Linked DNA regions of Mus musculus: all the other regions are linked to region 3. Evidence: chromatin contacts called from public HiChIP or PLAC-seq and promoter capture Hi-C data. All regions are on one chromosome and are shown on one strand. The core of a region is the stretch at or near the end of the contact, and the rest is flanking DNA. Distances in the headings are between cores, read along the strand shown.

Region 1 (4,848 bases), core at 916-3,415, 250 kb after region 3:
GCTGGAGAGAGGGCTCAGTGGTTAAGAGCACTAGCTGCTCTTGCAGAGAACCCAGGTTCAATTCTCAGCTCACAACTGTCTATAACTCCACTTCCTGGGGACCCAACACCCACACACAGACAGATATGCAGGCAAAACACCAATACATATGTAAGATAGATAGATAGATGGATGGATGGATGGATGGATAGGTAGGTAGGTAGGTAGATAGATAGATAGATAGATAGATAGATAGATAGATAGATAGATAGATAGATAAAAATATAAAAGGCAGTTGGAGAGATGATTTAGAGAGGTGGCTCAGTAGTTGAGAGTGCTGGCTGCTCTTGCAGAGGACTTGGGATCAATTTCCGGAACCCACATAGCAACCCACAAGTACAGTTCTAGGGAATGGACATCCTCTCCTATCCCCTGAGGGATCCTGAGACAAACGTGGTGGACATATATACAGTGCAGGCACAAACACTCCATACCCACACACACAAAAACAAACAAACAAACAAACAAAAACAGATGTAGCGGGGTAGAGGTGGGGGGAGGGAATGTAATCAAAGCTACTGAGGCTCAGATCCAGAGTTCAAGACTTGGTTGGGGAAAGAACTCCAGAGTAGAGAGCTTGCTGTGCAAACAGGAAGCTGTAAGTTTGGATGGCCCACACCTACAATCCACCTGGACTGAGTGGCACACACCTTTGACCCTAGCGCTGGGGAAGATGGAGCAGTAGAGGGTACAGAGGCCAGCCTGCCTAGCAGGATTGACTGCTGAGCTCCAGGCTTCTTGGTGGAAGGCCTCTCTCTCTCTTTCTCTCTCTCTCTCTCTCTCTCTCTCTCTCTCTTTCTCAGAGTAACTGAAGAAGAGATTCAACCTAGACTTCTTGCTCCCCGAGAATTCGCATGCACCAGCAAGCACAACTGCACAGACAGCACACTCACTCACTGAAAATAAAATAAGAACTCAAGGCTGAGTGGGCGTGGTGCTCACACCGACAACCCAAACACTTGACACTGGAGAAGTTGTAAGAGATAAGAGGCTGCTTTGAGTTTGAGGAGAGCCTCAGCTGTATCATGAGTTTCAGGCCAGCATGGGTGTTAGAGTGAGACTCTTTGTCTCAAAAAAACAAAAACAAAAACAAAGCAAAAAAAGAGGTGGACACGGTGGCACAAGATTGTAGCCCCAGTTGCTACTGGAGAACAAAGGGGTATTGAGCCCAGAACATCAAAGGTTTGAGGCTAAGTCAGATATAGTGATATACATAATCCCAGCACTGGGGAGGTAGAGGCAGGAAAATCAGTAGTTCTAGATCATCCTTGGCTACACAGCAAATTTGAGCCTAGCCTGGGCTACATATCCAGGAAAATCTTCCACTCCCTGAAAACCCTATCAGGCCTGGCTTGGTGGCGCACGCCTTTAATCCTAGCACTTGGGAGGCAGAGGCAGGTGGATTTCTGAGTTCGAGGCCAGCCTCTCAAAAACAAAAAACAAACAAACAAAAAAACCACAAAACAACAACAACAACAACAAACCCTATCAGATATAAAGGAGAAAAAAGAATAAGGGACCTGCTGTTACTGTTAATTACAGGGATTTGTTAACAGAACCTAATGAGGAAACGTCAAAACACAACTGTCCCTTTGAGGACACCATTATGAGCCACAAAACAGCTATAGGAATCAAGTGTAGGGCTTTTTTCAGCATGTCCTGAGTACTGGATTTAATGCCTAGAACCAAAGAAGGGAAGGAGGAAAAGCTGCCAGAGGCATAGCACAGGGCTTCCACTACCAAAGACAGCTACAGGAACCGGTCGGGGGTCTTGGGCTCCCTCAGGGTCGGGGATGCCCCAGTGATTAGACGGCTAAGAGTGAAAACTAAAGCAGCTAACTGGAGTGTACTCTAACTAAAGCAGGGTAGGGGAGGACTTTTAAGCTTGAGGTATGTACGACACAGACTGGATAGCCAAGGCTACACAGAGAAACCCTGTCTCGAAAAACCAAAATAAATAAATAAAATACAAAATACAAAAAATAAACAAACAAACAGGAAGCTTAAGTAGTCCGGCGCAGAGTCCAGTCACTGGACAGCGAGGCGAGGCGGGACCAGGGGGTGGGGGTGGGGAAATGGTCGTAAGCAGCAAGCTGATTGGCTGCAGGGAGGCCCGGAGGGGGCTCAGAATTTAAGGCCTTTTCTGGCAGAAGAGACCACCAGGCCGGCTAATCCTCCCAGCTGAGACCGGTTGGTGCCAGAATCTTGTCTAGAAGCTTCTAGCATTTCTTCTGCCCCTCGCTCCCAGCACTTTGAGACCTGAGCTTTGAGACCAGACCTCCGCGGTTCTGCAAACGTGGGAGTTGTCTGTGATCTTTGATTTTTGACAGTGAGGCTCGGAATGGCTTCCACGCGAATCCGAGAGGCCAGGGAGAGCGATTGTGGAGACATTATGAGGATGATCCGGGTAAAGACTGCGGTTTGGAAAAACAGTGCGGGGTGGGGGTGGGGGGCTGGGAGCAGTTTGGCTGGAGTTGGGGAGTCAGAAATGAGGGTGCACCTTTGGACCCTGTTCTCAGAGATCAGGACCTTCCTGCCTTAATGTTGTTTTGGTACCCCTGTTATAGGAACTGGCAGAGTTCGAGAAACTGTCCCATCAGGTGAAGATCAGTGAAGAAGGTGGGTGAGGCTGTGCACCTGGGTCCTGATTGAGATGGGGGGCGGGTGATGGGGTGGAAGGATGGAGTCCTAAGATCGTAACTACTGGACTGGGCTTTACTCCAAGTTCCGGTTTTTCCCGGCCCATCTCTGCCTTTTTTGTCATACCTCCAATCTTTATAGCTCTGCGAGCAGATGGCTTTGGAGAGAACCCTTTCTTTCACTGTTTGGTGGCAGAGATTATCCCAGCACCTGGGGAGTCACAAGGTAAGGAAGCCTGCAGTTATCCTCCGTGTTTTTCCTCCCAAAAGCCTCACTCTTCTCTCTCATTTTCAGGGTCCCTTGTGGTGGGCTATGGGCTGTACTACTTCATCTATAGCACATGGACCGGACGAAACGTTTATCTGGAAGACATCTATGTGATGCCGCAATATCGGGGTACTGGCTGGGGCTAAGGATGGACAGAATGCCCACAGACCCAATGAACAGTCCTCAGACCTATCCCATTACCCCAACCTCAGATTATAGTTTCCTTTGATACCCTTTCAACTCAAATAATAGTCCTTCCTGTCCCTTTCTCCACTATAGGTCAAGGGATTGGTACCAAAATAATCAAAAAGGTGGCTGAGGTGAGCAAAGGGGTGGGGCTTACAAACTAGTTACCGCCCCCAAACGAAAGCCAGCCAGTCAGCCAAACCATCAATCAATCAATCAATCAATCAGTCACGTAAGTGGGAGTGTCGAGGTTGAATGAGGGGGATGAGAAAGATTTTTCTTTTTATTGTTTGTTGTTCAAGACAGGGTTTCTCTGTGTAGTCCTGATTGTCCTAGAACTTGCTCTGTAGACCAGGCTGGCCTCCAACTCAGAGGTCTGCCTGCCTCTGCAGGAATTAAAGGTGCTGGGATTAAAGGTGTGTGCCAGCCATTAGTTTTTGAGCCCTGTGCAGTAAGCGTATGTCTTCTACAGGTTGCCCTGAATAAGGGTTGCTCCCAGTTCCGCCTGGCAGTTCTGGATTGGAACAAGAAGGCCGTGAACTTGTACAAATTTCTAGGGGCTCAAGATCTGACTGAATCGGAAGGCTGGCTCTCCTTTCGATTTGAAGGCGAGGCAATGAGGGAGTTGGCAGGACGCTGACTTACGCCCTCTCTCTCCTGCCTCTTCTTTGGGATCACCATATCAAGTTTTCCTAAGACCATAACCATAGGCACTGACCCAGACAGACGCTCGCTCACCCAGAGGCCTCCCAGGGTGCAGACTCCTGAAGTACAGAAAGAGTGGAAGAGGGAGAAGCCTTATTAGGAACCACAAATAAAATACTTGCTTTGCCCTCATGGGTAGAGGATGTGATGCTGCAGCCATTTTGAAGCCCTTCTATTTGAACATTGTTCTGATGAGGGCTGGGACAGCCAAAGAGGCAGGGGTCATGGAGGCCTCAAGGACTCTGGGCACCCTAGTCTTGCCTCTAGCCTGTTAGAAAAAAAAAAAAAAAAAAAAAAAGAACAAGAGGGAATAAGCAATGGTATATCAAGCTTGTCATTCATCTTTGGAACCCAAAGATATTTTAGGACTAATGCGATAAAGGCCGCAGACTGTGCGCTGCCGTCAGCATTTCAAGGGACACTGGGAAGGAGCAATTGCCTCCCCTTGACTAATCAACCTCTACTAGGTAGGTATGATGCATGGTACTGGGGAGCCGGGAGTATAAAAACCTCCAGCTCAGGGGTTTGGGGGCCCACCAGGGAAAGTGAGACTTGTTTCATTAAAAAAAAAAATTAAAAAAAAACAAAACAAATCTTTAAAACACTGGGAATGAAGCTCAGGACCTCTGGAGGAGCAGTCTGCTTTTAACCACTGAGCCATCTTTCCAGTTCCCTCTTTCTTTCTTTTTTTTTGTTTGTTTGTTTGGTTGGTTGGTTTTGTTTGTTTGTTTGTTTTTTGGTTTTTTCGAGACAGGGTTTCTCTGTGTAGCCCTGACTGTTCTGGAACTCACTCTGAGGACCAGGCTGGCCTGGAACTCAGAAATCCGCCTGCTAGGCTGGTGAGATGGCTCAGTGGGTAAGAGCACCTGACTGCTCTTCCAAAGGTCCAGAGTTCAAATCCCAGCAACCACATGGTGGCTCACAACCATCCATAACAAGATCTGACTCCCTCTTCTGGTGTGTCTGAAGACAGCTACAGTGTACTTACATAAAATAATAAATAAATCTTTT
Region 2 (4,820 bases), core at 109-2,608, 160 kb after region 3:
TGAACTCACGATTGCAGAAATTCTGCCTCTGCTTTCTAGCAGCTGCGACTGCAGACCTGGGCCACCACCCCCGGCTCTTTCAATTTTTATTTTCAAAAAACTCCAACTCGTAGAAAATTTTCAAGAAAAATAAAGTTAACAAAATATCCTTGCCTCCTGGATTCAATGTCAATGCTCCATCTGTCTGTCCCCTCTTTATACCTGAGCCTTTGTGAGCTGCAGGCATCCAGATGCCACACCCTTAATGCTTGGCCTGTATCTTCTAAAATTACTGTAATTATGGTGATAGAAAAATTTATCTAATACAATATATGTCCACATTTAACTTCCTCCAGTTGTCCAAATGATGTCACGTATAGCTGGATCTCTTCCTCCCCATCCATATCCCGCCCAGGGCTATCCATCGTCTTATTTTGTTGTTGCTGCTGTTTCTCTTCTGAAACAGGGTCTCACTATGTAAGCCCTGGTCTAGAATACACTGCTACATAAATTAGGATGGCTTTCAACTCACAGAATCCTTCCACCTCTATCTCCCTAATGCTGAAATTAAAGGTATGTACCACCATGCCTAGCCTCTGTGTGTGTGTGTGTGAGAGAGAGAGAGTGTGTGAGTGTGTGTGTGTGTGTGTGTGTGTGTGTGAATGAGTGAGTGTGTGTGTGTGAGTGTGTGTGAGTGAGTGTGTGTGTGTGAGTGAGTGTGTGTGTGTGAGTGAGTGTGTGAGTGTGTGGTGTTTGAGGTGCATTTTTGTTTGTTTGTTTGTTTGTTTAGGTTTTTTTGGTGGGGTATAGACAGAGTTTCATACTCAGGCTGGCCTGGAACTCCTAATACTCCTTCCTGCCTCTGTTTCCTACAACCTCCTTTCATTTCAACAACTCCTATCCTTTGCTATCCTCTGTGTGTGTGTGTGTGTGTGTGTGTGTGTGTGTGTGTGTGTGTGTCCTCCTGTTTTAGCCTCTCAGGTGACAGGATTACAAGCATGTACCATCATGTCGGGCTTTCTCTTTTACGTTGTACTATCAATCACTCTAAGAATCAAGCCAGATGTTTTTCAAATGTCCCTTAATTTGGATTTATCTAAATGCTTGTTATTAGGTTGAAGCTAAATGTTCTCGGTGGAACGCCATAATGTTCCCCAGAACTGGCATCCTTACATTTCAGTGCTGAAACTAAAATGCACGCTGACATTAACGTGAGAGGCCGTCGGTAAGCAGCAACAGCGCAGCCTTCTCACTCCCAGACGCCGTTCCTTGTGCATCTCAGGAAAATTCTTTGTATGTTCTCTCTAAATCCACACTGTGACGGCTGTCTACTCCTGCAGCTGGGCTGTGCCCATCCCTCGTGTCTATTCGCGTCTCCCTAATTGCATTAATGTGTCCGGCCTTTTCTTTCTCATGAACGGCGGCTGCCTCAGCCTTGCGCTCAGTCGGTGACGGATTTTCAACCACAGCTATTCAGTTCCCCGCCATTTCTCATCTGGTTTTGTAGCACGCTGCCTTATTCGTTCCCTAAGATCCGTGCCCCACCTCCCCCTTTCATCTCCTTCCACCTTTTATCATCTCGTAGAGACTGAATTCATGTTGGTATCGAGTTGCACCGTGGCTGTTGTGAGGAGCCTCCTTCCTTGGGTTAGATCTCCCTCCTGTATACGCGCTTTGTTCTTTTTTTTTTTTTTCTTCCCTTTGTCCTTGGTATAATGTGCCCGCCGTTGCCATGCAATTTCGCCCCATTTTGCTCATGCCTGAGCAGCTTTGTCAATTCACTCTTTTGGCTCTAGCACACTGTGGGCGACTTCTTGATGCCCCACTGGGAGAGGCCAGTTTATTTTGCCTCTTGAAGGTAAAGTGAAAGGATTAGGTATTTTATGTTATTCTCTTTTCTGTAGCCTGAGAGACTTGTGTGAGGAGGGGCACGTGGTTAAGGCTAATTTAAGGCAATAGCAAATCTTTGTTAAATGACAAACCTCTTGGGGGATGTTTGGAATGCTCCAAGGTTTTCCCCCAACCAAGTGCGGGAAGAGAAGGAACTTGGAGCTTCAGCACAGTTTAGGGTTCACACCTGTTTGTGAAATTCACTAGATTTGATTATGCCTTTTCCCTGTGTTCTGTGGATCCTGGGCTGTGAGCTGCCTTCATGTCCCAGGTCTCACTCTTTGCCCCTTTTATCAGATACTAGGTTATGGACTCCCCCACTCCCACCTCTACCCCTGCCCCAGTGAAGAAGGGTTTATTTTGGCTAACGGTGTGACAGGGCACAGAGCATCACAGTGGAGAAAGGCGTGGGCATGGCAGGAGGAGACACTCCTTGGAGTCTAAAATCAGAATGCCGAGAGACATGACTCTTTTTTTCCCTTTCTGTGCTGGGGATTGAGTGCAGGGCCTCCTGAAGGTTCCACTAAGCTACTGTGCGTAGTCATTTTTTAAAGGAAGTTTAAACTAGCCACCCTAACCTGGAGAATACAGTAAAATCTCTCATCTACTGTTGTAGCAAGTTAAATGGATCTGTCTCTCTCTCTCTCTCTCTCTCTCTCTCTCTCTCTCTCTCTCAAGATTTTATTTATTATATGTATGTGAGTACACTGTCGCTGTCTTCAGACACACCAGAAGAGGGCATCAAATCCCACTGCAGATGGTTATGAGCCACCATGTGGTTGCTGGGAATTGAACTCAGGCCCTCTGGAAGAGCAGTCAGTGCTCTTAACCTCTGAGCCATCTTTCCAACCCACTCATATCTATTTTTATACATTCCTTTAATGCTGCTATTCATCATTTATACTCCTGCCCTAGTATTAACTGTTTTAATTACTATAGTTTAATAAAGGATTCTTATGTCTATGAATCTCCTTTATTACTTTCTTCATCATTACTGTTGATATATATATATATATATATATAGGGGTTGGGGGTTTGTTTTTTTGGTTTTTTGGTTTTTTGTTTTTTTTTTTTTTTTGAGACAGGGTTTCTCTGTGTAGCCCTGGCTGTCCTGGACCTCACTCTGTAGCCCAGACTGGCTTCAAACTCATAGAGATCCACCTGCCTTCTGCCTCCCGAGTGCTGGGATAAAAGGTGTGTATCATCACCTCCCGGCTTAGATATATATTATTTTAAAATAGTGGTTTTTGGGACAGGGTCTCATATGCCCAGGCCAGCCTGGGACTTGCAGTAAAGCCAAGGAAATCCTTGATCTTCTGATCCTTCTGCCTCTAGCTCCCAAATACTTAGATTTAAAGGCTTGGACTGTTACTCCCAAATTATTTAAGGCTAGGGACCAACCAACTGCAGGTTTTCCTTTGTGCTAGATAGGTATCCTACCGAGTAACTGATATCACTAGCTGCACTGCAAGTTTGAATCAGGGCTGGAGAGATGTCTCAAAGGTTAAGAGTGGGGTTCCACGAGCCGTGGGGCACAGAGGGAGCGTGACTCCGGATGAGGGTGATATGCAGCAGCTCCACAGAGCCTGGAAAGTGGGGTACCCACCTGCACAGGCATGCCCAGCTCCAGCTTCAACCCAAAGACGGGGTCAATGAAGATGGTGAGGGCAGGCACCGCAGGATCCTGGACAAAGTGCTCCAGAACCATGTCGTGCTCCCCCGTCCACGTGGCATCTGCCAGTCCGGTCAACATCGTTCGTGAGAGGAAGAAGGGCTTCTGCGGAGAACAGAGAGACAGGGTGTGTCAGAGCTGTGAGGATGGGTGGTCCTCCCGTCCACGGCTATAAGGGTTGACTTGGGAGATGAGGTGCCAGAAGGCTGGGAAGACGGAATGGCAGGCTTCTTCTAGCTTTTAAGGGAAGGAGCAACAGACTCCCCTGCCTCGGAGAATGAAAACAGAATGTGTCACAGGGGGGAGCGGTGCGCCATTATCTTCCCCAAAATATTTCTTCTGCCTGTGGCTATGAAAACGCATTCTCTGCTATTCTCAACCTCAAAGGGAAGGTGAATGAAGGAAACAAGCAAGATCTGGGCGCGAGGATGGGGTGGGTAGGGCACAAGGTCCACAGCCCATTGCCTAGGAAGCTGCCCCCTCTGCAGCAGGAGATGCCGTTAGCAGTCGACTGGCACAGCAGTTATGAGAACCCAGGGACAGGAGGAAAGGAAAACTGACAAAATGCAGCTAAGGAACAAAGTGATTGGGTTGAAAACAAGTTATCCCCATGAGCCTGCTGAAGCCTGCGATGAGGAGCAAAGACGAGGCTCTGGGGGCTGGAGACACCGCCCAGTCCTTCCCAGTATCCCCGGAAGAGGAGGAAGAGGAATGAGCTCCAAAGAAGAGAAAATAGACAATCTTCTAACAAAGCTCTTTCCTGGACAGGATGTGGAGGAATCAGTGATACAATACCAAGAGCCCAAAAAGGAAAAGATGGGCACAGCCCACACCATCTGTAAATGATGTTTCAAAGAATATACACAGGAGCTGCAGAGATGGCTCTGCGGTTAAGCACACTGACTGCTCTTCCAGAGGTCCTGAGTTCAAATCCCAGCAGCCACATGGTGGCTCACAACCATCTGTAATGAGATCTGATGCCCTCTTCTGGTGCATCTGAAGACAGCCACAGTGTACTTTTTTTTTTTTTTTTTCACAGTGTACTTATTTATAACAATAAATAAATCTTTGGGCCAGAGCAAGTGAGGCTGACCGGAGCGAGCAGAGGTCCTAAATTCAGTTCCCAGCAACTACATGATAGCTCACAACCATCTGTACAGCTAGAGTGTACTCATATACATAAAATAAACAAATCTTAAAAAAAAAAGAATATAAATAAAAACTGACAAAGACATCATTTGCTATCTGTTTTTGTTAGTACTTAGTAAACTGACAGTCC
Region 3 (4,621 bases), core at 1,138-3,637:
AGGGATAAAAATTGGTCTTGGGTAAGAATGTAAAACAAAAATGGTGAGAATCAAAGCAGTCGCACTGAAAAACAATGGAAGGCTCTCACGAGTACAAATTCATATTCCAGAAAGAGACGAGGGCGGGCAGCCTGAACAGAGCTCCTTAAGAGGAGACTTATTTTTCCCCACACTGAGGTAGACGGATAATGAGTACGCTAAAAATATTTTCCGAAAGTTTTACCTCAGAAAGTCATCTGAGGGGGTGTATCTGGGTCATTTTGACTTGGAGGGCTGGAAGGGGGATGAAATTGCCCAGGGAGACAGAGGAGGTGAGATTTCATTTCAAACATAAAAATTCAAAAGCTTTTGACGCTTCTCAAGGATTCAAAAGCAAGGGGGGAGGGAGGACGCCACACAAAGACCCATCTCGACCTTAGGCTCGTTCATTCTCCTCTCTTACAGGCATCCAGTGCCGGGGATCAAAACCAGATCCGGAGTTCAGAACAGTTAGGCGAGAGTTACCGACGCCCTAACTCACCTGACAAGCCCCTCTCCCCTCTTTTTCACACCTTGCCGCAGGCAGCCCTGCGGGCAGCCCTCTCTCTCCTCAGGATCTTTAATTCTTCCCCCACTCCAAGGGAATCCTGAGGGCTCGCTGGAATAACTTTTTTCTAAACTTTTCCTCTTTTACAGGTAAACCTGACGAGGTTAGGGGTGAGGCTTTACCCAATACGCATTAAACACATTATTTTTAACACCCCCCACCCCCGGAAAAGCTGTCTCAACACGTGCGACAAAAAGTCACAGTGGTCAGTAAGACAGTTTTACAAATAACGTTTTAAAGTTTGGTGTGTGTGTGCTGCTCTGCCGCCAGAGACTTGGGGGTGTGGATGTCCCCAATCAGAGGTTGGCGACACCTATCCTAAAGAAGCTAGAAATCACTCTCCACTTGGAGGGTGGTCTGAGAGTTGCGCCACTGATCCAGAGAAGGGTCTGTCCCAAGCACAGCTGGACGTCCTACGCCAGTGGCAGGTGACTTGTCATCTCGGAGAAGGGTGCTGAGTGATGATGGTCAGGACAGAGCAGCTGGGTGGGCAGTTCACGCCCCCCAACGTGGTCAGGGTGTGTGGGTGGTTTCATCAAGAGAGTGACAGTGAATGGCAGCCACGTGAGAGTCACAGCTGGGCAGTTCGGCCACCCCAGACTGACGGGGTCACGAGGGGGGGATGGGGGCTGCACTTGACACAAAAGAGCCCGGGGCAGAGATGACGAGGGTGGGGCCGGGGGCATCTGGCTCCCCAGACATTCTCCTGTCTCTCTTCAAATCTGAGGTGACCCGAGACCTCGGCGGCCAGCTAGGGGGGAGTGGACGGTATGTCCAAGTCTTACTCCAGGAAGTGGTCTGCGTGGAGTGTGGCCACCACCTGCCTCTGGTCATCAGCCGCTACAAACATTCGCACGCCCCCTCCCACGCGTGCCACCGCACACCCCTAAGTTGGCGGGCACCGAAGTCCCTGCAGGTGGAGGGGCTGGTCCGCGGGCCACTGTCCCACCTCTGCTTGCCCAAGTCCCCAGCGGAGGGCGTCGGGTGGCAGTCAGCTCCACACCCCGAACCCACTCGGCTTCAGTCCGACCCCACCGGGGCCCGGCCCAAGGGGCGCTCACGCGGCCGCCCCTCCCCCACGCGCCCCTCCCCCCACGCCGCCGTCCGGTCGCCGGGGTCTCCGCGGTCCCTCGCTCGGCCTGGGAGGGGGGCCCTGGCTTCGCTACGGCCGTTTCCTGCCTACCCCCTCCCCGCCGAGGGTGAAAAAAATAAATCTCCTCCCCCGAAAGCCGCGACCAAGTGGCCCGGTCCGCGCGCGCAGCTCGCTCCCTGCGCTCTCCAGCCCGGGCGCGGCGGCGGCGGCGGCGGCGGCGGTGGCGGCGGCCGCGGTAGCGGCGGAGGAGGGGTGCGGCGGGGGAGGGGAGGAGGCCTGGCCCCAAGGCCGCCGCCGCCCGGACTGCCGGGCCCGTCTAGACCCGCCAGGCGCCCGGGACTCTCCTCGGCTCGGCCGAACCGTAGGTGCCGGGCCCCGCGGCTCCGCTCGGGCCCCGGGGAGTCGGACGGACGCTTACCTGGTGGCGGGGGCGGCGGCAGCGGCGGCGGCGGCGGCGGGAAGAGGTGGCAGCTGGGGGGGCTGTGGCGGTCGCGGCTCCGGTCGTGGCCCGGCCCGCGCCCGAGTACTCCCTCTTCGTCCTCCTCCTCATCGTCCTCGTCGGCCGCCTCCACCTCCTCCTCCTCCTCGTCGCCCTCTTCTTCCTCCTCTTCTTCCTCCTCCGACACCACCATCTCCTCCTCCTCCTCCTCCTCGTCCCTCAGAGGGGAAGCCATCCTGTGGCTCTGGCCCCCCCACCACCCCCCCACCCACCGCCCGCCCGCCTCCCCCACCGCTACCACCACCACCTCCTCCTCCTCCTCCTCCTCCTCCTCCTCCTCCTCGGCGGCGGCGTCCTCCTCCTCCTCCTCCTCACCGCCTCCCCCAGCCCCCCAAACCCCCGGGCCACCCCCCTCCAGAACACCCACCCCCGGGGCCGGCGTCTGAGGAGGGGGGCCGCACCACCCCCAAAAATGTTCTTGGAAAAATTTAAGGACTTTTTCCCCCTTCTGTCTTTCCTCCCAAGAGAACAAGAAAGGGAGATCGTTTAAAAAAAAAAAATTATATATATGTATATAAAAGTTTTCGACTTCTCTCTACCCCCCTCGGTTGCTTTAAATATATTTAAATTCTGAGGGGGGCGCTCAGAAATATTTCTCAGAGCTGAGGCACTAAGATGGCCGCCTTGAAATTATTTTTAAAACAACCCCCCCTCCAGCACTGCCACCCCCCTCTATAAAGAAAGAGAGAGGGGGGTAAAATCCCCTTTTAAAACAAAATGGCTGGCTTAATATTTCATTTTTCATACACCCCCATTCTCCCTGTTACATCCAATCTCCAAGCTTCTACTCAGAAACCCACAAATTTCTCCCTTTTTTCATAACTGATTAGTGCACAGATTAATACATTTTCCTTGTGTATTGAGAGAGAGAGAGAGAGAGAGAGAGAGAGAGAGTGTGTGTGTGTGTGTGTGTGTGTGTGTGTGTTGGGGGGCATGAAGGATTTCTGCATAAAACAAAAATGGCTGCTGTGACTTAACTCCCCCCCTTATAAAAATATTTGGGGGGGTATTAATCAGTACTCATGCTCAGTCTGACATCAGCATAAATTGTTAAAGGTTAACTAGTTAGATACTAGTCCAACTAGATTGAATTTTTCTTTTCTTTACTAGTCTTCTTCCTCCCCCCACCTCCCTTCTCTAAAGAAAAGCTTTTTTTTTTTTTTTCTGAATACTTCAGAAGGGAGTGGTTTGATGTGAAGGTTTTTTTTTTTTTTCCTTCAGGCATTGAAAAGGAAAAAGATGAAATATATGTTTATATATAACTCTCTACATACCTCATTGAAGTCAAAATGCATTTAATTGTGTACGTAGCTTTTAAATGAGAAATGGTACTGGCTTTTTTTTTTTTTCTCCTTAAAAAAAAAGTGACAGAAATCCTAGTGACTTTGGGGGGAGAGATATGAATAGATGATTGAGTTTTTTTTCCAAGGAGTCCATGTTTGATTCTCTCCTTTGCCCAGCCCTCAGTGTTCTGTGAATGTTGTCAATTTTATCTCTACTCTTTCCCTTCCTCTCCTCCAGTGGCTTGCTTGTAAAATCGTCTGACTTGAGAAATTAATTTGGTGGTGACTAGGTCAGATTTTTAGGAGAAAGAGGAGAGGGTCGGATCTGAAGATTGTGAAATTCTTTTCTCCTGTGTCATCGAACGCCTCTTCCTCCATGACCTTCGACACTGATAAAGTAGAAGAAACTGAGGCACGGGGAGAGGAAAGCAACTGAGAAGAGAGGAACGAGGTAGGGCGAACACTCAGGCCTTTTCACTGAACCGGCTGACCTGTCCTTTCAGACTGGATCCCAGTGTTTATCTTAAAGTTGTAGCAGGGATCAGATGAGCAGCTGAGCTGGAGCCCAGAAGTAAGTTTTTCCTACAGAGAATTGACAGAGCCGGCTCTACTGGAATAAAACTTGCCAAGAAGCCAAGCAAGAAGGGCAGATAGCCTGGCTCCACCTTCTTTTTTGTTCTTGGCTCTTTTCTTCCCTCCAGTTTCCTCCCATTCTTTTGATCTGTCTTTGTTGCTCCCCATCCATGGCCTGGGGAAACCATTTCTCCACTGCCCCCTGAGGCTCCCAGCATTCATGGGGACCCTGAGGGGAAGGTGGGCAACAGCCAGGGAAGGACTTGTAACAAAGGAATAGTCTCCAGAATATTGTTTACAATGCTAAGATGTTTCTTCTTGATGGTCCAGTCCCCCACCCCACCCCCACTACACTTTAGTTGGTTAAGCATTGGTTTCTGTCTGTCTGTCTTTCTTTTTAACTGTGGAATTATCTTGCCTATGCACCCATATTATTTGGTTCTGTCCTCTCTCGATTTCACTGCCAGTCTGGATGGGTACCCCCTCTTTCTATGTGTGGGCTCCTCTGTAAGTGCACTCAACCCCTCCGTGACACTTTTGCTGACACCTTTGACCCCAAGGGCCTCATCATTTCTAAGTGACGGACA
Region 4 (4,437 bases), core at 1,227-3,726, 170 kb before region 3:
CTGGTCTTCAGTAACATTAAAAACAACAGAAAGCCCACATACACATGGAAACTGAACAATGCCCTACCTACTCAATGATAACTTGGACAAGGAAGAAATTAAAGACTTTTTAGAATTTAATGAAAATGAAGGCACAGCATACCCAAACTTATGGGGCACAATGAAGGCAGTGTTAAGATCAAAACTCATAGCTCTGAGTGCCTCCAAAAAGAAACTGGAGACAGCATACACTAGCAGCTTAGCAACACACCTGAAAGCTCTAGAATAAAAAGAAGTAAATACACCCAAGAGGAGTAGACGACAGGAAATAACCAAACTCGGGGCTGAAATCAACCAAGTAGAAACAAAAAGAACTATATAAGGAATCAACAAAACCAGGAGCCGATTCTTTGAGAAAGTCTTCCTTCCTTCTTTCCTTCTTTCCTCCCTTCCTTCCTTCCTTTCTTCCTTCCTTCCTTCCTTCCTTCCTTCTTTTCTTTTTTCTTTCTTTTCCTTTTTCTTTTCTTTTCTTTTTTTTTTTTAAATCAAATATACTCTAACAGGAGTCAAACTGAAAAAGGACCCTTCAGTTGAGAAAATGTCTCCATCAGATTGACTAATAGGCAAAAGACCATTGAGTGTTTTCTTGACTGATGATTACATTGCAAGTGCCATCCCTGAGCAGCTGGAATAAGAAATCAGTCTGCACAAGACAGTAATTCTATTCCTTCACGACTTCTTCTTCAGTGCCTGCCTCCAAGTTCATGTTTAATTTCCTGTCCCGAATACCAATTATAATGTTCTCTCAGATATAAGATGAAATAAACTCTTTCCTCTCTAAAGAACAAACAAACAACCAGAAGAAAAAAAAAAACATCAATCAAAGAGAGTAAGTGATTTACCCAAGACCTTCCAGCACTTTTTGTTAGGATCTAAACTGGCCCTGCATCATGGAGGATGTAGATTTCAACATCTGCCCCTCTCCCCTGTTTGCCACTGTGAGATTTAGTGTCCTGGCTTTCATGACAAAAGTCAAATCACCAGGAACCAAATGAGCCCGTGCTTGCTCAGTTTCCAGAGACCTAGGGCAAAAGCAGGGGGCTCAGGATTTGGAAAGCAACCAAGATTAAGAGCGCCAGGTGACTTTGAAAATGTCCACCTGAGTACAGTAGCTGACTTTACCCCCTTGAAATTCCCACCTACTGTAATTTCAGTATGTAGGTAGCTCTCTGCTCTAACTCTTTATGTTGAGCTGATAAGATGGAAAGCATCCCTGTCTGAGAGTTTCTGTACTGTCTAGGAATGGCTTTGAAGGTCACCCTTAATTGCTGGGAGTTCTGCCTGTATTTACGGGAGAAAGCAACAACCCCACCAGTGAGAGAAAAGAGAAACGGAAGCAATAACAACCACAGAGAGAGATGGAGAAGGCATAAGCCACAGGACAGGGTTGTTAGAGCAGTGGGTTTCAACCTTCAGTGGGTGCCAGCGTCACCAGAAAGGCTTGGAAAGAAGCCAGTCTCTCTGCTCAATCACATTCAGAGTCAGAGCTCCTGCGAATCTGCTTTTCTCTCAGTTGCCCAGTAATGCCAACACTACTGTGTCTGGGATTAGTCCTTGATTTGGCTCCTTCCCATCCCATAAGTGAGTCCTCCTGCAGGGGTCACTATCTCCCTCCTCACCTGTACATCTTCTGCCTGGACTCAAGCTCCTTCTGGCGCTGATCCTGCAGTGTAGGGTGATGGTCTTGCCAGGACACCTTTGCTGCGGGTGAGGGCGTGGATGGAAAGGATCCTCTCTTGATCTCTGGCTTCAGACTTTCTCCCTCCTACTGCTGTCAACCCACCAGTCCCCTCACCCCGGGTACACTTCTTCCACTGCAAGCTGATTGCCACCACCTCCTGCTTCTGCCAGTCCCCTCCTTCCTCCTCTGCCCTTTCCTGGTTTCCACTCCCCAAGCTTAGCCTGCGACACACTGCTGCGTGCCTCCCGCAGCCCCAGTCCCCTCACCTGCTCCCTCTCTCAGCACCAGCTCCCCCGCCCCTTCCAGCCACTGATAACAGGGGAAGTGGAGTGCAGCCCCAGGTAGCCACTCCAGCTCGAACCAGCGGCAGAACCAGGCATCAGAACGGAAAGACATAAGCGGGAGGGACACTTCCGGGGGTGCTTTGTGGACTCGCAGCATCAGCACAGTGCCTACGTCCTGGGGAAGCGTCACCTCGAAGTCTTCTTCCTAGGAGGGGTTGTTTAGTATGCTGAGGATGGTCCCCCTGGGCTGCCTTCCTCCACAGTCGCCATTGCCTGCTCCCCAAAAACTCACAGCACCGGCGCTGAACTCCTTGCCCAGATGGTCCAGAGGTACTAAGGGGCTCTCTCCGTGGGTTCCCACGATGCTGACAGACACTTTGTCCCATGTGCCAGCCCCACAGGCTTCCCCCGTGGATACTCTCACCCTGCATTTCGCCATCCTCCTGACCAGTTTAGCTCTCTACTGCAAGCTGGACTACCTGGCAGGGTGATTTAACCTCAGCGATGCCCCGCCCATCAGACCAGGTTAAGGGGAAATGTGTTCGCTACCCACTGAATTCCCCTTCAGCTTCCTTGCCATCAGGAAGAGCCTTAGAATTTAGGACAAGTAGTAGGTGGGTTGACACACTGAAACCTGGAGTCACAATGGGTGGCGCTGAGACAGGAAGTGGACTGAAGTCCACAGGGTGAGTTCCAGACCCAACTGGAATGTGGGGTACAAGTGTAAAATTTATTTACATGCTGTCTTAGCTTTAAATGTGAGTGAGGGTCCACTTCCCCATTCCTTTAACTCTTCCCACGCCACAAGGCTGCTTTCACTTCTTTAATAACTGATTTTGAGAGCCATCACTGGCCAGGACTATTAGATGCTGCCAGTGCGGGTCCAGGCAATACTCTAGCTTTGCCTGACTGTTTACTAAGGTCAAGTGCAAGGGGGAAAAGACATTCAAATGCTCTAAGCATGTATTAGAGTTTAGAGGATAATCAATGCTGGGGAAGATGTCAGTCACTGCTGATGTGAGAGCCTGAGAAGTTTGGCTCGAGAGAAAGGCCCTCAGAGACCCAGAGGTGGTGAGAGGTGAGCCCAGGGTATGTGTTTATGGGCACCAATTATTGGACTCAGTGTGTTATTAAAAGGAGGAGGATCTGAAGTTGGGAGGGACCTGAGGGAAGGTCGGGGAGAGCTGTAGGGGGGATGGGGTAGATATAGTCAAGTACATTGTGTGCATATGTGAAATTTCAAATAAGATATCAAGAATAATACTAAATATATGTTTTCAAGTGGTATGTCTAGGTAAGCTGTTTTACTGTTGGGGAATTGTCTGTGCAAAGGCCCTGAGATCACTGGAGAAGGGAAGGCAGAGCTGGAGTGAGTGAGAGGGATGTCAGAAGGAAGACAGTGACAGAGTTTGCCCTTGAGGGAAACAACAGATTTGGGAAATCCTCTTTGCTGTGCCCATTAGACATCCAAGTATAGTGGTCCCTATGGGTGCCTACCTGGAAGTCATGGCACAGGGATGTGTGTGAGCCCTAGGCTAAGAGAAGATCGCTGGAAAAGGGCAGTGGATTCAGGCTCCAAGTTGCTAAAAAATTTGAAAGTTTTGCAAAGAGGTAGAAGCAACCAAGATTATTCAGTATGTGTGTTACATCAGCTTTCTTGTTACTATCAAAGGGTGAAACCTTCGTGTTGGCTCCTAGGTTTGATGTCCTACTCCCTGGGGACTGATGTGGGATGACCCAGAGAAGAGTTATGGTGAATATATGCTAGGCTGACCTGGTTATAGACAAAGTAGCAATGACACAGTTCTCCCCACCCCCTACCACCACATTCCCCCTCCCCCTCCCCTCCTCTTCCCTACCCCCTCTCTCTATATATATATCACACACACACACTGTTGTGTCACATCATTTCTAGGGAGATGAGAACAGATATGTACTCACCCCATATAGGGAACTACCAACTGATCAGAGTAATGATACCACTGTGTCCAATCTGTTGAATCAAATTGTGGTAACTTAAAGGAGGGTGGGTGAGGGGCTACTTACTGGAGTGCCCACTTACAGGCTGCAGCACCAGAGCCCACCCCAGTGTGGGTGACAGCTCAGAAGGCGGCATCCTGGAGCTAAATGCATGACTGTAGGCAACTAAAGATGCTAGAGAGCCTCCTTCCTGGTCAGTCCTTGTCTTTATATCCTTGGAAAGAGCCTGGTACATCTAAGTTTCAGCTCTCCAGGATCTGAGAAAATTGTTTAAATCTCAAATTCCATGAACCTCTCTTTCCCTCCAGAATGGACTGCTTCAAGTCAGAGGAAATTGCTATACAACCTTCATTCCTACCCCCATCTCTTCCACTCTTTCTGTCCCCTGATGCATCCCAAGTTTCCTGAGTCTTGGACAGAAGTGACTTAGCTGTCCATCTATGGCTAAGTGCC
Region 5 (4,820 bases), core at 1,921-4,420, 240 kb after region 3:
CCGGTTGAACTGGCAGGCACGTTTTGGGTAGTTCAGAACCCCATTATCAGGTTGCTCATAATATCGCCCTGGACGGCAGACATCATTCTTCTGTGCTTGGATGGAGTCGTTGTAAGCTAGGAGGTGGGAGGCAGACAGAGAAGGTCAGAGGCCAAATGTCTCACTTCCAGGGTCCTGGATTCCTTCCCCCAAGGTCCTGGACTAGCCCCACACTCACGTTCCAAGAACTTGTTGAGCTTCTGAACATGCTGACCCCAGCTTTCAGTGTCACTAATGTTGACAATGACATCAAGGTTCTCAGTCTTGGGTCGAATCATCAAGCCTAGAGCCAACAGGAGAGAAGACTAGAGAGTCACATAAGATGAAGAGAAACACATCAAGGGAAATGGACAGATATGAAGAACACCAGGGTCAGGTGGGGGCAAAGATCTGAAACTGCCTTCCTGGGAGAGCAATCTCCTGTGGCATCTGCCACGTCTCCAAATCACATGACTCCCGGCTGCAGGGCATGGGAAGGAAGGCCAAGTTCAAGAACTCCCCACTCCAACTCCTGGAAAGAACTATACGTTCCTTGTGAGGCCTTAAGGACACAGTAGTTCCAGTGACCGGTAAGGGGAAAACTACTCTTCTCTCACCTGGTGTGGCCAGTCGATCCTGGTACTTGGGGGTATGGTCAGAGACGGTCTGCAGCATTACCCACATGGTGAGGCTGAACATGGCCGTGAGGAAACCATAGAAGACGAGGTAGAAGAGGAGGATGAAGGCTAGGATAGAGGAACTAGAGTCAGCAGCTCCCACATCTTCCACCAACCCCTCTCTTCCTCCTTCCTCTCAAGCTGTGTACGGGGATAGGCCAAGGAGCGACAGGATATCTTAGAGCCTTCCCCTGGGAGCTAAAGGAAACAAGCTGGAAACAGGCAGGGTCCAGCTCCAGCCCTGACTCCCAGACTCCTCCTGGGGCACAGTGAAGTCTGACCTTTTGGAGGCCACAAGAGACCTAAACTGTAGTTGTTGTGACAACTCCAAGAATAGGCCACTGTCATTCTGCGGCTAATGCATTTCCAACTTCTCAACCCTGCACGGTCCTGAAAAGGCAGCATCTGTTCCTGCCGTATCGGAACTCGAAGTTAGAGCCGTCTCAGAGCACAAGGATCTGGATGCAACCTGGTAACTGCGCAGCACTCTCAGCCAAATTCTTATCACCTCAGAGGACTCAGGTAGCAAGATCTGTCTGTCTGTCTGTCTGTCTCTCGCCCTGAGGAAGCAGCCCCTGAAATGAGGGGCTAATGGCCCAGCAGTCACCCCCACCTTTAACTCACACAGGATCTTGGCCAGAGTCAAGGAGAAGACAGAATCTCCTAGAAGCCTTCCCTGGACATCATCTCTCAGGACTCCTATCCTAAGCCTCCAGTGAGGAGGACATGCTGTTCCAATCTCCCTGAACTCTCAGTCTTTCTACCTAAGAAGACAGTTCCTCTGTGGAGGCTTCTGAGTAGCCCAAGCATCCATCGTTGATCCTTCACATCCCACAGGGTCTTGGGTTCCTTGAGGACAAGGGCTGCATTGATCTCCTTTCATGGTCCCCTAAGCCTCAGGTGGGTGGTCTGATGAAGACTGTGTCCAATCGATGTGGATATGTCGTAAATTATGTCACACAGAATCCCTTGTGCTTCAATTCTCCAGCTTGGCACTGTCTTGCAAGACTGTCAGTCACCCTTACCTCACCGGGTACCCATCAGCAGCCCCTGACTACCTAAGTCCTTGCACACCCATGAGGTAAGGGTAGAGAGTTCTTCCAAGGCATCTGAGTCCCATGTAAACACCCTGCCTGAGGATGTACCCATATCAGCACAGTGACCATTACTCCCTCCACCTCTGACATCTGAAAACCTCAAGCCTGGAAAAATACCATCCCTCCTGGCAGCCCCCCACCCACAAAGCAGCCACAGAGGACTCCAAACGCCCAATGGTGGAATACAGACAAACAACTTCCGCTGTTAAGAACCCCCCCTCCCAAGACCCCCCTGCCAGATCCGCCTCCTCATGAATGTTCCCAGGGTCCAAGGGGGTGGGTGAGAGCTAAAAATAAACGAGGTTGGCTAGCTAGTGAGAGCCAGAGGGAGAGTTAGGGCACTCTTCGGGGAGAGGGATGATGACCGTGTGCAGCCGCAGGGCCTGAGCCGGAGCGGGAGCGCCGTGGCACGGACACGCGCGCAGAGCCCGCGACCCCCCGCCCGAGGGGGCTCCGCGGGGGGCGGGCAGGCGGCAGTGACCTACTTTCTCCGCCTCCGCAGCGGCCAGTCAGAGAGATTAGACCGCTGATTCGGGGCCCCTCCCGATCCAAAGCCCGACAGTGGGGGCTGGACGCCAGGGACCCGGCAGGGGAGCTGGGGCGACGCCCGCGGGACCCTGCGCCCCAAAGGCATCGCCGAGCGGTCAGCTACCACCTTTCCCGCGCCAGCCCCGCGTACCCCAGCTGGTCCCGGTGCGCCCCATGAACTGGTGCGTCCGCGGGTTCCACACGAACTCCTTCCACTCCTCAACCACCTGCCCGCAGCTCTTCTTCTCTTTCTGGATGACCATCTTGGAGGCACGGGGCGAGTCCCGGCGCGCTGCTGGGGGCTGCGGAGAAGCCGGGGCGTCGCGCGCTGAAGCCCTCCACGCACCAAATGCGCGCGGGAGCGAGGCAGGGAGACTCCAGTCAGATATACAGCTGCTGCAAATTCCGGGGTGCACAGCCACGCACTGTGGTCTGCTGGCAGTGCGGCGAAGGTGCACCGAGGCTAGGCCCCCCGACTGCGATAGAAAGGGGGGCTGTCAAAACAGGGAAAGATAACCAGGGAAAGGGATGCCGAGGCACCTTCACCCCACACACCGCCTAGAAGCAAAACAAAAAGGGGTGCAAAACCAGACGGCTCCAAAATTCGAGCGAAACGCAGAAAAAGCGGGGTGCAAAGAAGCAGGGAAAGATGGGGGAGGGAGCCGCCCCGAAATCCGAGATGCAAAGAGGCTGTAGAACGCGGCAGGTGGCCGATTAAGGCTCCTCCGACAAACGGCGACAGCCACACCACAGTTGGCCCAGCCAGTGGGAGCTGGGGCGGGGACAAGCAGTTGTGGGGGAAAGACAAGGATAGGGGCCCCCCAATCGGAGGCTCCGCTCCTCAGCAGTGCGGGGAGCGCGAACCCTGCGCACAGTCTTTATAGTCTGTGACTCTGAGGGTGTCCGCCCCCTTCCCACCCACCCCTCAGGAACCCCGCCTCTTCGTTGCTCGCTCAGGAGACCTCATACATATGCAAATGAAGATGGATTGGACCCGCCCCCTGGCGCCTTTTTTTTTTTTTTTTTTTTTTTTTTTTTTGGTCCTAGCGGGTTCTTCCTACCCCAGACCCCAGGTACAGTACTGAAACAAGATTGGAAAAGAAGACAAGAGGGTGAGAGTCTGGGTAGACCTAAAGAAGAGAACACCTCCTGAGAGGCTCAAACTGAAAGACGAGCTGATACGTACTCAAAAGTGGGGGGCCCGGGGCAGGGAATTTAAAAAGAGACTAAGATAGAGTTACTTCGAAAGCCTCCGGAACAGAGGGCTGAATGTGAGAGGAATAAAGAAAAGCAAGCGCCAGACACCAAGAAAGAGCCTAGAAACTAGAACATAGAGAGGGATAGAAGCCACCACAGGACGCCCTTCTTCTCGGTTCCACTGGCTCCTTTGTCCAACCTACCTGTTCTCCATGACCAGGGTCCCTGCCATCTTTCCAAACTTGTTTGAGCCCCAAAATTTCCCTGTGTCCCTGATCTACAGCCAGGTCTGCATGGGTCCTGCCTTCCAGCCGCCCCTCCCCACCAGGTCTGATCTCCAGCCCACGCTTGCTGGAGCACCTACACCTGATGCCCCAGCTCTGGAACCTGGGTTCCCTTGGAGTGATGTTGCAGCCCAATAGCTTAAGAAGAAGAGGGGCAGGCTGGAGAGATGGCTCAGCAGTTAAGAGCACTGACTGCTCTTCTGAAGGTCCTGAGTTCAAATCCCAACAACCACATGGTGGCTCACAACCATCCATAATGAGATCTGACCTTGTGTGTCTGAAGACAGCTACAGTGTACTTACATATAATAATAAATAAATCGAAGGAGAAGGAGAAGGAGAAGGAGAAGGAGAAGGAGAGGAAGAGGAAGAGGAAGAGGAAGAGGAAGAGGAAGAGGAAGAGGAAGAAGGCCATTATCTTTATTTCTTTCTGTGGCAGGAACACCACAGTCCATACTTAGAGGAATTGGTTTTTTTCTTCTACCATGTGGATCCTGTACACAAGGCTAGCCTTGAAGAGATGCTCCTGCCTCTGCCCCCCACATTCTGGGTTTATAAAAATATGCCACTATGATATTTTATTACTCTCGGTGATGCTAGTAATGTGTTTTGTTTGTTTGTTTGGTTGGTTGGTTGGTTGGTTTTTATTTTTCTTTTCTTGAGACAGGATCCTGTTTATCTGAGGCTGGTCTGGGACACTGGTCTGAAGCAGCCAAGGTGGTTTCCACTCCTGAATACTGGGATTGCAGGTGTGTACCACCATATCCAGCTCCAGGGTTGCCTTCCTCTGCTGAAATTATAGGTGTTCATGACTATGTCTGACTGTAATTCCAATTTTACTCCAAGTATCACGGAAGTAATTCTAGCATTGTGAAATGACATAATTAAGTTTAATGGATCTTCCAGGCATGCTGGCCATATCTGGACTCAGCTACCTGGGATCCTGGGGTAAAAGGATTGATTGAGGTCAGGAGTTCAAGGTCATTCAGGACAGCATAACAAGACCCTAACTCAGAAGAA

What was found. Promoter capture Hi-C pulls out the DNA fragments that hold promoters and counts their contacts. HiChIP or PLAC-seq counts read pairs in DNA pulled down with a chosen protein or histone mark.
Region 1: a contact with region 3 is called in a promoter capture Hi-C map of second pharyngeal arch cranial neural crest. The contact joins the promoter of Sat2 here to the promoter of Chd3 in region 3. A contact is called at or near these places in 13 of 39 promoter capture datasets (the C10 cell line, the HPC-7 cell line, cranial neural crest and 8 more), 1 of 484 Hi-C or Micro-C datasets (embryonic stem cells), 3 of 115 datasets of contacts at active chromatin or transcription factors (the SCID.adh cell line, bone marrow-derived macrophages and large pre-B cells) and 2 of 9 other capture datasets (adipose tissue and pancreatic islet).
Region 2: an H3K4me3 HiChIP or PLAC-seq map of embryonic forebrain shows a contact between it and region 3, with 2.4 times the contacts expected there. The contact joins the enhancer-like site here to the promoter of Chd3 in region 3. A contact is called at or near these places in 17 of 39 promoter capture datasets (3T3-L1-derived adipocytes, the C10 cell line, HPC-7-derived erythroid cells and 12 more), 3 of 484 Hi-C or Micro-C datasets (the G1E-ER4 cell line and embryonic stem cells), 14 of 115 datasets of contacts at active chromatin or transcription factors (the SCID.adh cell line, acute myeloid leukemia, astrocytes and 9 more) and 3 of 9 other capture datasets (adipose tissue, liver and pancreatic islet).
Region 4: an H3K4me3 HiChIP or PLAC-seq map of bone marrow-derived macrophages shows a contact between it and region 3, with 2.7 times the contacts expected there. The contact joins the promoter of Alox8 here to the promoter of Chd3 in region 3. A contact is called at or near these places in 20 of 39 promoter capture datasets (the 3T3-L1 cell line, 3T3-L1-derived adipocytes, the HPC-7 cell line and 11 more), 107 of 484 Hi-C or Micro-C datasets (the AML12 cell line, the AtT-20 cell line, B cells and 56 more), 11 of 115 datasets of contacts at active chromatin or transcription factors (astrocytes, bone marrow-derived dendritic cells, bone marrow-derived macrophages and 7 more) and 5 of 9 other capture datasets (adipose tissue, embryonic stem cells, liver and 2 more).
Region 5: a promoter capture Hi-C map of stem cell-derived epiblast-like cells shows a contact between it and region 3, with 6 times the contacts expected there. The contact joins the promoter of Atp1b2 here to the promoter of Chd3 in region 3. A contact is called at or near these places in 12 of 39 promoter capture datasets (the HPC-7 cell line, cranial neural crest, embryonic stem cells and 8 more), 1 of 484 Hi-C or Micro-C datasets (embryonic stem cells), 4 of 115 datasets of contacts at active chromatin or transcription factors (bone marrow-derived macrophages, craniofacial prominence, large pre-B cells and 1 more) and 2 of 9 other capture datasets (adipose tissue and pancreatic islet).

Annotation. Positions count from the first base shown.
Region 1 is chr11:69,619,887-69,624,734 of GRCm38.p6, forward strand. It overlaps Sat2 (spermidine/spermine N1-acetyl transferase 2), which reads left to right and starts at 2,166. Exons shown (of 6, transcript NM_026991.3): 1 at 2,166-2,446; 2 at 2,607-2,658; 3 at 2,821-2,904; 4 at 2,974-3,075; 5 at 3,226-3,266; 6 at 3,605-3,992. The coding sequence starts at 2,381. The coding sequence ends at 3,772.
Region 2 is chr11:69,525,908-69,530,727 of GRCm38.p6, forward strand. It overlaps Dnah2 (dynein, axonemal, heavy chain 2), which reads right to left. Exons shown (of 86, transcript NM_001081330.1): 4 at 3,476-3,646. Among named protein-coding and RNA genes, the nearest start is that of Dnah2, 21 kb to the right of the region's middle. Within about 2 kb of position 1,359, at least 80 of the 459 cell types and tissues checked have an H3K27ac peak or open chromatin away from gene starts, as enhancers often do. A contact at or near this core is called in embryonic forebrain, forebrain, hippocampal neurons and 1 more, where this site is marked.
Region 3 is chr11:69,367,039-69,371,659 of GRCm38.p6, forward strand. Chd3 (chromodomain helicase DNA binding protein 3) reads right to left here and starts at 2,388. Exons shown (of 40, transcript NM_146019.4): 1 at 2,098-2,388. The coding sequence starts at 2,353. It overlaps Gm32483 (a long non-coding RNA gene), which reads left to right and starts at 1,952. Exons shown (of 2, transcript XR_003949707.1): 1 at 1,952-2,040; 2 at 3,700-4,621.
Region 4 is chr11:69,195,367-69,199,803 of GRCm38.p6, forward strand. Alox8 (arachidonate 8-lipoxygenase) reads right to left here and starts at 2,477. Exons shown (of 14, transcript NM_009661.4): 1 at 2,297-2,477; 2 at 1,987-2,209; 3 at 1,659-1,740. The coding sequence starts at 2,443.
Region 5 is chr11:69,602,790-69,607,609 of GRCm38.p6, forward strand. Atp1b2 (ATPase, Na+/K+ transporting, beta 2 polypeptide) reads right to left here and starts at 3,171. Exons shown (of 7, transcript NM_013415.6): 1 at 2,472-3,171; 2 at 636-764; 3 at 218-322; 4 at 1-116. The coding sequence starts at 2,583.